Regions from separate parts of the Sus scrofa genome. Here region 2 is linked to region 1. The links are chromatin contacts, called in public HiChIP or PLAC-seq maps. All regions are on one chromosome and are shown on one strand. The core of a region is the stretch at or near the end of the contact, and the rest is flanking DNA. Distances in the headings are between cores, read along the strand shown.

What was found. HiChIP or PLAC-seq counts read pairs in DNA pulled down with a chosen protein or histone mark.
Region 2: an H3K27ac HiChIP or PLAC-seq map of alveolar macrophages shows a contact between it and region 1. The contact joins the promoter of IRF2BP2 here to the promoter of TOMM20 in region 1. A contact is called at or near these places in 2 of 5 promoter capture datasets (fetal liver and liver), 2 of 47 Hi-C or Micro-C datasets (embryonic fibroblasts and epiblast stem cells) and 2 of 2 datasets of contacts at active chromatin or transcription factors (alveolar macrophages and skeletal muscle).

What each region holds. Positions count from the first base shown.
Region 1 is chr14:56,110,035-56,115,585 of Sscrofa11.1, forward strand. It overlaps TOMM20 (mitochondrial import receptor subunit TOM20 homolog), which reads left to right and starts at 3,053. Exons shown (of 5, transcript XM_001926935.6): 1 at 3,053-3,357. The coding sequence starts at 3,237.
Region 2 is chr14:56,542,712-56,548,262 of Sscrofa11.1, forward strand. It overlaps IRF2BP2 (interferon regulatory factor 2-binding protein 2), which reads left to right and starts at 3,081. Exons shown (of 2, transcript XM_021074288.1): 1 at 3,081-4,175; 2 at 4,813-5,551. The coding sequence starts at 3,173. The coding sequence ends at 5,528. LOC110256820 reads right to left here and starts at 3,174. Exons shown (of 2, transcript XM_021073692.1): 1 at 2,769-3,174; 2 at 2,301-2,707. The coding sequence starts at 3,174. The coding sequence ends at 2,301.

The sequences.
Region 1 (5,551 bases), core at 1,803-4,302:
TGGCTCAGGTCCCACATTGCCGTGGCTGTGGCATAGGCCAGTGGCTACAGCTCCAGTTAGACCCCTAGCCTGGGTACCTCCATATGCTGCAGGTGCAGCCCTAGAAAAGACAAAAACAAATGAAAAATAAAAAAATAAAGAACATTTTTCTGATAAAATATAATTCAGTCATAAAATATAAAGTTCCACAAGGGGGAAAAATACCATTACATTCTCTTGGGACTTAACCTTGTATTATGGCTGGAATCCTTCCCACAAATCTTGCCAAGCTTGGTCTGTATCCAGGAGGGAGGGGTGAGCATAAACCAGGGGAGTTGATCTGAGGCACCCAGAATCTGTGATACATGCATCATATTACCTAAGTGAGTAGGGAAATTGGGGGACAGTGGGTTACTACTGATTATTTTGAAAATCCTGTCTTTTGGGCATAGCACAAGGAAAACCTAATGGGTTTTTTAAATGTTGCTCTGCAGAAAGTACTGCATTGTCCTTTATCCAAGGACTGGATATTTTATGCTTAGTATCCTCTAAGGTGCTTAGAACCTTGTTTTTCATTATAGGATTCAGTAAATATTTAACACTTGATAGTTCTTGAATATTTTTGCATGTATTTCCAGTTAAATTTACATAAGGATGCCTTACTATAGATTACCTCTATAAACATGGACTATAATTTTACCGTATATTTATAGTGCATATTATATTTTATTGTGTATGCTTTATAACACATAAAATTTATGTAATTTTAAAGTCCTTAACATAGGGTTTTGGTGTTTAGGTTTTCACGTAAAGAGCCCTGGACTGGGGTGTTAGGATATCTGATTGTTGACCCAGCTGTGTGGCTGTGCATGCATGATTTTGGACAAGACTCTCTGTCTCTTTATCTAAATATCTTGCTTGGTTAAATAAGGGCCTTGGACTAGATAAGTAGTTTCACACTTTTTTGATGATAATCTGCAACAGTTTTAATTTTACACTGGGACCAGTGCAGACATGGGTGTATTTAACTGACACACAAGTTTCCCACGTCAGTACTGGTCCTTACTACACGTGTTGCTGGCTGATACTTTTTATTCTATTTTAAAACTCTGGTGATGAACCACTAATTTCATTCCTCAGCCCACAAATTCCACTCACAAACAACATGCCTCAGGGATTTCCGAGCTGTTTTTCTTTCAGGAATCTATAGGTATTTCACAAGTGTAAAAAAAAATTATTAAAAAATGCAGAATGGCTGAGATTCAAAGGTACAGGTGTTGCTCTAACTGTGCCTTGTAGAAACATGTTTTCTGGTCTGTTGTGTCTCATCACAGTGACCTCAGCATTTACGTGGCATTTCTTCTGCACAACACAGGAATAGAGATAAGTAGCATGTTGTTTATTCAGACAAATAATCTAATAGCTTCATGGTCTACTCAAATTTCTAGGAGTTGAGTTCTAAGCCTCATGGCATCTGTGTGACCTTGCAGGTCTTCTGTTCCAACACAGCAGAGGCTCAGGACATACCTTCCTGAGCTTCACTTTTTAGGGTAGGAAGAATCAACATGTGTGTGCAGGACATAAGGAAAAGCTTTTTGTGCTGTTGTTTGAAACCTTCTCAATCATTTTCTCACGACGCATATGCACCTTCACATCTCATCCCAGTCCAAGCAATGCTCATGAATCTTTGATCTAATTTTCTGTTTCCATGGGATCTCAGGTTCCATACCACTCAGGCAGAAGGGCTTTCCCAGGCTCTTGGACTAGGTTAGGACCTGAAGCTAAATGTTTCCATAAGTACCCTTGCAATAACTTCTGATACCAGCCACCTGAGTCGAGCCAAACTTATTAGGTTAAGGGGACAGTCCCCTACAAGACTATGCTCATACGCCAACACTAACTTGGGGAGGGAGGAGGGTGTTGTCTTCAGGTCACTCTTCTGACCAGTTGCTACTAATTTGGAGGTTTCTACCAGCCCCTCAGTTTCAATAATTCACTGTAAGGAGTCACAGAACTCAAGAACATACTATTCTTGGAGCTTCCAATGTGGCTCAACAGGATCAGTGGCATCTTGGGAGTACTGAGACACAGGTTGGAGCCACCGCCTGGCACAGTGGGTTAAGGGTCCCATATTGCTGCAGCTACAGCTACAACTACAACTACAGCTGGGATCTGATTCCTGGACTGGGAACAGTATATGCCGCGGAGCGGCCAAAAAAACAACAAAAACATTCTATTCTTATCATTACACTTTAATGACAGCAAAAGTATACGAATCAAACCGGACAAATGGGAAGATGAGACATGGGAAAAGGTCTGGGAGGATCCCACGTGCAAAGCTTCTATTCCCTCCCCATCGAGACAGAACACCTCACCTCCTGGCATATGGCACACTGATGCGTAACTTGCACAGAGCATTGCCAAACTGGGAAGCTCACGTGCATGAAGTTGAACCCAATCTCCAGCTTCCTTCCCCTCTTCTCCCCTTAGGTAGGGCTGATATCACTTGGATCAAAGTCCTCTAGCCAAATAGTTGATCTGTCTGATCTGGCCAGCTCCCATTACGAACCATCTCCTCAGCATAAATGGTCAGGACCCACTATGAGTAACAAACATTCCTACCACTCCAAGGGTGTCTTTTGAAACTTAAAACACAGATACACAGTGTTTTCAGTGGCTATGACAACTATACGTTTTCTTTTTCCTTCAAACTCTTTTTCCCCGTAACATTTTTTCCAGGAATTGCTCCGTTTAGTTTTCTTTCACTCTTGAGACTGTAACATTCTTGTTAAATCGAATCACTTACGGTGCTTGGCGCACAACGGATTGTGACTGAACTTGAAAAGCAAATTCAGTTAAATTCAAGAAAGAATGTGATAGCCTATAAAAAGTCTCTGTAGTGTGCGCACGACGGCCACGTGCCAACACCCTTACATCATGCTCAGGCGGCTGTTAAGGAAAAGCATGGTCTCCAGCAAAATCCCAACACCTACGCGAACAGCGGTGGTAGCTGTTTCGGCCATTGTGCTCAAACCTCTGCGCAAGCGCAGAGGCGGCGCGGGCGCCTCGGCTCAGGCACTGCCTTGGACAGACCCGAGGGTCTCGGCGACAGGGGCCGGAAGTGACATAAGCCCCGCCTTTCCGCGTCCCTTGCGGCGGGCGTCAGGCCCGGTCAGCGGAGTCTGCTCTAAGGTTTTGCGGCCAACGGGTACTTCGCAGTTCTCCCGCCGCAGCCGCCGCTGCTCCGTGGGGAGAAGATGGTGGGCCGGAACAGCGCCATTGCCGCCGGCGTGTGCGGGGCCCTTTTCATCGGGTACTGCATTTACTTCGACCGCAAGAGACGAAGTGACCCCAACTTCAAGAACAGGCTGCGAGAACGTGAGTGGCTGCCCTGTCCCCGGGGCCTGCGGCCTCCCTCCGCCTCCCTTGGACCCTGGCGTGGCCCAACCCTCCTGCACCCTCGCCGGGCCGCCTGGGCGCGTCGGGTCGCCGCGTGCTGGGCAGCCGCGTGGTGCGGCCCGGCCTAGGACCGCGGGCAAACGAGCCAGAAGGTGATGGCGCTGTCTGCGTCCTCCCAGGGCTGCCCCCGGCTCCTCGCTGTACGATTCCCTCCATTTTGGAGGGACGATTTTTCCCATTTCGTTTTCCCCACTTTCTCTGTGTAAGTGCAAACGCGATTGTATAATATAGCGTGGAGGTTGGGGCTCGTTTTGCCATTTATTTTTATAAACCTTTATTTCTCCCTCGAAAGTATTTTTTTGCATTTTGCGAATTCGTGGCTTGAGACGAAATCCGCATAGCCAGAACAGTATTGTTCTCAACGATAAGATTGCATTCTTAAACCCTCTTGGTAGCTTCGCTCTAAAGGCTTCCAAGATATGAGTGAATGCTACAGAAATTGCAGGGGAGTCCAAAGGCCTGCGCTTCTCACGTGGCTCAGTCCTATTTCATACCTGCGACATGTTTTAAGAGGTTTGCTGGATGGAAACCTTGTCACCAAAACCTTTATGGTCTTTAACTTCTGGGGTATACTCGTTTGCAACAATAGAAGAGCACATTTGTTGCAATAAGAAATACTTTGTTCGTTTTTGTTGTTGCCTTTTAGCGCCGTACTGGTAGCATATGGAAGCTCCCAGGCTAAGCGTTGAATTGGAGCTACGGCTGCCATCCTACGCCTCGGCAACGTGGGATCCGAGCCGCGTCTGCGACCTACACCGCAGCTAAGGGCAACTCCGGGTCCTTAACCCACTGAGCGAGGCCAGGAATCGAACCCCATCCTCATGAATATTAGTCGGATTCGTTTCTGCTGCGCCACAATGGCAACTCCCAAGAAATACATTTTTAACTAGGTTGCTCATTCAAAATATTTTCTGAAATTATGATTAAGTTATTGAAGCCCAGAAAGTGTAAAGATGTGATTATCCTATTTAAGTGATAGCAATTAAGCTATAGTAAGTCATTTCACGAATTATAGAGTGTCACGTGGCTAGTGACTACCGTACTGGAAAGTACTGATCTTACACCATTTACAATGTATCTGATTTTAGCTCCCTTTGTGTCTCAGGAAGAAAGCGGCATAGAGGTATGGCTAGGTAGACTAATGGAAATAATGCTGTTGTGGATTCAGACACTGAGTTTCCAGGCCCAGGTTAGTCACAAATTAGCAGTGTGATCTTGGGCTGAGTCTTAATTTTCTTAGTTTGCAAAGTCAGGTAATGTCTCCAGTTGGTTTTGTGAAGATTAAGATGTTTTAGGTTCCCACCACCATTCCTGACGTAAGAGAGGCCCTATAAATGCTGGCTGTATGTGTACTTATTAGAACTTAGATCGTTTTCCTGTACCTTCAAGGATTAGGTGGGGGTGGCTTGGATGTAGAGCTCTTTGAAGAATGGAAACACTGCAATCCTGCTGTTGACAATTTTGAGAAAACTGATTTTTGATTGAAGAAATCATTTCTAAAATTGAGAAATCTTATTTTCAGGGATTATGTTCTATCGTCTTCAACCCATCAGTTTTTCTTCTAGGTTTGACAGTAGCCTAATGATTTAAGTGGTCAGGCTTGAATTAGTAGCTGAGTAACCTTGGGCAACCGGCTCCAAGCTTTAATTGTAGTTTAGTACTGTACCTGGTACATGGTAATTGATGAATGCTAAAGGTTGTTTATGAATATAATTTTTTTTTATATTTCCTTTAGCAAATAAAACACGAGTATTTTGCAATCTGCTTAAAGGTTTTTGTATGATTGATATTTAGGAACTTGAGGGTGTTTTGTATTTGTGGAATGAAATTCATTTGAGTTTAGTTAACTTTGAGGGTTTTCCTTTTTTCTTTTGGTCGCACCTGTAGCATGTGGAAATTCTCTAGCCAGGGATCGAACTTGCATCCCAAGAGAATTCCTAATTTTGGGTTTTTCCTGCCTAAATTCTAATAGAATACTTACATGTGTAATAAAAATGCCATGTTTTTTTCTTTTTACCTGATTTTTAAAAAATTTTTATTTTAAGGAAAAGGGACTTAAGTTGTTTAAAAAAGGTTTGAGGTTAGATTTGGTATTCTAGTTTATTCAGATTTT
Region 2 (5,551 bases), core at 1,831-4,330, 430 kb after region 1:
GGAAGGGATCCAGCTCCAGTCTGTGCCGGGAGGGAGGGCGGTGGGTGGAAGACGAAAACAAAGCTATGTTTACTTAGCATACATCGATAAAGCTGCTTCAGAGCTACATGAAAGGCCAGGCAGCATGAAAGACTTCAGATACAATATAAGGAATTGCTGCCCTGGATCCAGGGCCAGCCTTAACCCTCTTGATCCTGGATCCTTTTATGGCAAGAGAAACCAGAACTAAAATAGGCTTTCCATTTTCCAGCGGGCATTTCATTAAGGGAAGTTACAACAACTCAGTTTCAACATTAAACTGGCAGTGTAAAATAAAAAGGAAACACTCTCCATCTGGAGAAGAAAAGCTCTGTTCTACAAAAATCCTCACTGAATACCTCTCAGGGCAGAATTTGGATCTCGGTATTTCTATTTTGGGATGGAGCCACAGGCCTGCCCATGAGGATATTACAGTGCCCTGGCAGGTACATGAGTATAATTAGGCCATGACTCTAACCCCAAGTTGTTTTCTTTTAATCTTTCAGTCACTCCTAGTGGGGCCATTTCTTAGGGGTGAGATGGCTCATCTCTCTGCAGCACAGAGACTGGGCCTCATCCCCTATGGCAGTGGCCTAGTGGGATCAAGTCACGTGCTAGAATGAGTGGCACAGGGTCTCCCAGGAGAGTGGCAGGTCTTGAAAGAGGTGTGGGACACCAGGGACCAGGAATGACCCAATCCGCTGGCACCAGCTGCTTGGGAGAAAAAAAATCAGGGTCCTATTTTTCCAAGCAGGAGAGGGTGAGGCAGGACTATAATTGCAGGGCAAGATCCGGGAACAGATGGGGAGACCTTTATGGCAGGCGCACCCTCTCTGGAAATCCCCAAGAGAAGACATTCAGGGTTCGCCTATAAAAACATTTAAGTCTGGCATTACGTTTTCTGTGCCATTTTCAGACAGGTTTTTTCTTGTGCTTTAAGCAGCTCCCTCCACTGTTTCTCTAAGGGTGTTTTTCCTCTTCCTTGTGGTTAATCCTTTGAAGCAACCTGGCATTTTCAATAGCAACAACTAGAAAAGAAACGTCAGCAGGATTTTTCTTCTCTCTCCACCTACCAATCCAGTTGTAGGGAAGATAATATAATTAGTACCCTGTTCTTCCCACACTTAACCAGCTCATTCCAGTATCAGGGAGAGATGTGGGCCTGTTTTCCAACAAAGGAAGCTCCCAAGGCCGCCCTTACAGACTTGAAGTGTAAAAGTCCCAACTGCGAGTGACTAAGCCAGCGTCTATTAGTCAGTTAAGACTAACGACCAGCCAAAAGTAATTTACCATAACACACGCCAGCTCCTCCTCCCGATAAAAGTGTGAAACTCAAGTGCTCATTTCAGTCTGGGCAGAGTCTGTGGCGGCCTACAGTGGCAGAGCGCGGCCAGGCTCTGCGGCCACATCTCGCCTTCGCGCCAGGCGGGTTCGCACCCACCGGGGTTAAGCCCAACCCGGGCCTTGCCAGGGGCGCAAGGCTGCCACTGCCCCACCGCGGCGCCGGGGACGCCAGAGCAGCCAGCGGGGTAGCCGGTCGCTCGCCCCCACGGCGGGCGCGGGCCAAGCCCCGCTGCCGCTCGTGCCCGCGCCGCGCGCCACCTGGAGTCCAAGTTTGGCTCCGAGAGGCGGGGTCTGGAGCAGAGTCGCGGCGGGGGCGGAGCCTGCGCGGTGACGCGGCCGCGTTGGCCGCTGACCCCGGATCCCTGGAATGTGCATTCGTTCAATGGGGCCGCCAGTGCCAGCGGCGCCGAGTCACGTCCGCGCGGAGCGTGCGCACTCGGTGGCGGCGCACGCGGCCCCGCGCCCACGTCACGCGCCCGCCGCGCGGGCCTGCAGCAGGCGACCGGGATCCCCGCGTGGCCCGGCGGGCTGCGGACTGGGGAAGAGGGGGATCGGAACCTCCTCGGGCAGCGTACCCGCTCGCTCCCGGAAGGGCTCCGTAGAAGGGCGGGTGGACGCGGCCCTAGGCTTGGGCGCGCACCCTCCTGTTGTAAAAGTTTAGGGGACCGGCGGCGCGTGTGTCCTTCCCAAGACATGCGGGTGTAAAAGCACTCACCGAGGAGTTCAAATAAAGCTCCTTACAAAACTGTGAACAGCACTTGACTGAAAATCCCCATCCTCAAGATGCTACTAACAGAACCAGGTTACAGAGTGGCCTGGCTTTTCAAAACATGAGTTCTAGCACGGTTTGGCTCAAACAGCCCTAGACGAGAAGGAACTGCCTGAGCAGTCGAGGGAGCCGAGCGGGTGGAGGAAAGCAAGCCACACCAGCGACGGCTTCACGTCGGGGACACGAGCCGCGGCGCAGGCGGGTGGTGCTGACCCGCGGGCGGGCGCCGCGGAGCCGGCTCTCCCGGCAGCGCTCGTTCTCTGGCGGGGGGAGGGGGAGGGAGCGGGGGAGGGCGGGCGCGCGCGCGCGAGGGGAGGGGGCCCGCGCAGGCGCCTTGCGAGGCTGTCGAAGAATCAAGTCTGTAGAAGTGGAGCGGCCGCGGCGGCAGCAGCAGCAGCGACGGCGGCGGCGGAGCTGAGGCGGGCTGGGCGCTGAGGCGGGCGCTGGAGAGCGGCGACGCCAGGAGCTGTGAGAGAGCAGCGGAGCGACCCGGGCCCGTGCCGCGCCCGAGCTCCACGCCGCACGGCCGCCGCCGCCGCCGCCCCGGCGCGGCATGCCCCGCCGCTCGGGCTGAGCCTGCCCCGGCGGCCGCCCCCCGCCCCCCGCCCCCCCGGCCTCCCCGCCCCCCGCCCCGCACTCCGCGCCGGCCGCCGCCGCGACCTGCTGCGCTCCCCCGCGCCCGCGCGGCCCGTCTTCGCCCCGGTCTGGAGGCCCGCCGCGGCCCCGGCCGAGCCCCCGCCGCCGCCGCCGCCGCCGCGCCCGCCGCGCCGCGCCGCCCCGCCGCCCACCCGCGCCCGCGCCGGCCGGGGGGACGTGCTGCCGCGGCTGCAACCCCTCGCCCCGCGCCCGCCGCCCCTCGTGCACCGGGGGCGCTGCGCGGGCGCCGATCCTTCGCGGGCTTTGCCGCCGCCGCCGCCTTTGCGGCCGCCGCCGCCGCTGGTGGGGGAGACGCGGGGTTGGGGGGGGAGGAGGGCGCGCGTGGTGCCGGCGGGGAGCGGCGGCGCCCCCTCCTCCTCCTCCGGCGCCGCGGGCTCCTCGGACATGGCCGCGGCGGTGGCGGTGGCGGCCGCGTCCCGGCGGCAGTCGTGCTACCTGTGTGACCTGCCCCGCATGCCCTGGGCCATGATCTGGGACTTCACGGAGCCCGTGTGCCGCGGCTGCGTCAACTACGAGGGCGCCGACCGCGTCGAGTTCGTCATCGAGACGGCGCGGCAGCTCAAGCGGGCGCACGGCTGCTTCCCGGAGGGCCGCTCCCCGCCCGGCGCCGCGGCTCCGGCCGCCGCTAAGCCGCCGCCGCTCTCCGCCAAGGACCTTCTCCTGCAGCAGCAGCAGCAGCTCGGCCACGGCGGCCCCGAGGCCACCGCGCGCGCCCCGCAGGCCCTGGAGCGCTACCCTCTGGCAGCCGCCGCAGCCGAGCGGCCCCCGCGCCTCGGCTCCGATTTCAGCGGTAGCCGCCCGGCGGCCGGTCTGGCCCAGCCGCCAACGCCGCAGCCGCCGCCCGTGAACGGCATCCTGGTGCCCAACGGCTTCTCCAAGCTGGAGGAGCCGCCGGAGCTGAACCGCCAGAGCCCTAACCCGCGGCGCGGCCACGCCGTGCCTCCCACCCTGGTGCCGCTCATGAACGGCTCGACCACGCCGCTGCCCGCCGCTCTTGGCCTGGGCGGTCGCGCCGCCGCCTCACTGGCCGCCGTGTCCGGGGCCGCGGCTGCCGGGCTGGGCTCGGCGCAGCCGGCCGAACTGGGCGCCCACAAGCGGCCGGCGTCCGTGACGAGCAGCGCGTCGGCGGAGCACGAGCAGCGCGAGGCGGCAGCCAAGGAGAAGCAGCCGCCGCCGACCTCGCACCGCGGCCCGGCAGACAGCTTGACCACCGCGGCCGGGGCGGCCGAGCTGGGCACGGAGGGCGCGGGCAAGGGCCGCGGGCCCGGCGATCAGGACTGGGTCAACAGGCCCAAGACGGTTCGAGACACGCTGCTGGCGCTGCACCAGCACGGCCACTCGGGGCCCTTCGAGAGCAAGTTTAAGAAGGAGCCGGCCCTGACTGCAGGCAGGTTGTTGGGTTTCGAGGCCAACGGGGCCAACGGGTCTAAAGCAGGTAGGGGCGGCTGTGGAGTGAGGTGATCTCGGGGCGAAGAGGGGACGGAGAGCAGAGGAGGGGGTGCCCTTCCCATTCACCATTTCTCCCCCGGCCGGCCCAGAAACAACAAACACCCAACTTCCTGATTTGCCCGAGGCGGAACCAGTGCTTAGTGGCAACGTGTTCCTGTGCTGAAGTAGCACAACAGAGATGAGTCAGACCGGGCTGATAGGCACTGACACCGGGTTTTCCTTTCCCAGCACATTCTTGGAGGAGAGCAGGAGAGCACCAGTCACCTTTTAACCTGCTGGGGGACGTTAGCAGTCGTATGCCCGGTTTAGCCGGGCTACATGCTTGCGTGTGTCAGAATAGGCCGTTGTGTAGGAATCGTTTTCTGTGGCTTTTGTGTTTTTGAGTGGCATACTGCCTCAGCCCTGTAAGTTAAGTGTTTTAAGTTACACGTGCTCTTGAAAGCTCACGTGAGTTTTTATCTACCAGCTTTCAGAGAATAAAAATGCTTTAGCGAATTTTGTTTCATGTTAGTAAAAGGCCTTTCCGGTGCACCTTTATTTATTTTCTCTTTTCCCTTTTATTTCTCTTTTTCCAGTTGCAAGAACTGCAAGGAAAAGGAAGCCTTCACCAGAACCAGAAGGTGAAGTCGGGCCCCCTAAGATCAATGGAGAGGCACAGCCCTGGCTGTCCACATCCACTGAAGGGCTCAAGATCCCCATTACGCCTACATCCTCTTTTGTGTCTCCACCACCACCCACTGCCTCACCTCATTCCAACCGGACCACACCGCCTGAAGCGGCCCAGAACGGCCAGTCCCCCATGGCAGCCCTGATCTTAGTTGCAGACAATGCTGGAGGCAGTCATGCCTCTAAAGATGCCAATCAGGTGCACTCCACCACGAGGAGGAACAGCAGCAGTCCACCGTCTCCGTCCTCTATGAACCAAAGAAGGCTGGGCCCCAGAGAGGTAGGGGGCCAGGGGGCAGGCAGCACAGGAGGACTGGAGCCAGTGCACCCCGCCAGCCTCCCGGACTCCTCTCTGGCAGCCAGTGCCCCGCTGTGCTGCACCCTCTGCCACGAGCGGCTGGAGGACACCCACTTTGTGCAGTGCCCGTCCGTTCCTTCGCACAAGTTCTGCTTCCCTTGCTCCAGACAAAGCATCAAACAGCAGGGAGCTAGTGGAGAGGTCTATTGTCCCAGTGGGGAAAAATGCCCTCTTGTGGGCTCCAATGTCCCCTGGGCCTTCATGCAAGGGGAAATTGCAACCATCCTTGCTGGAGATGTGAAAGTGAAAAAAGAGAGAGACTCTTGACTTTCCGGTTTGAGAAAAACCCA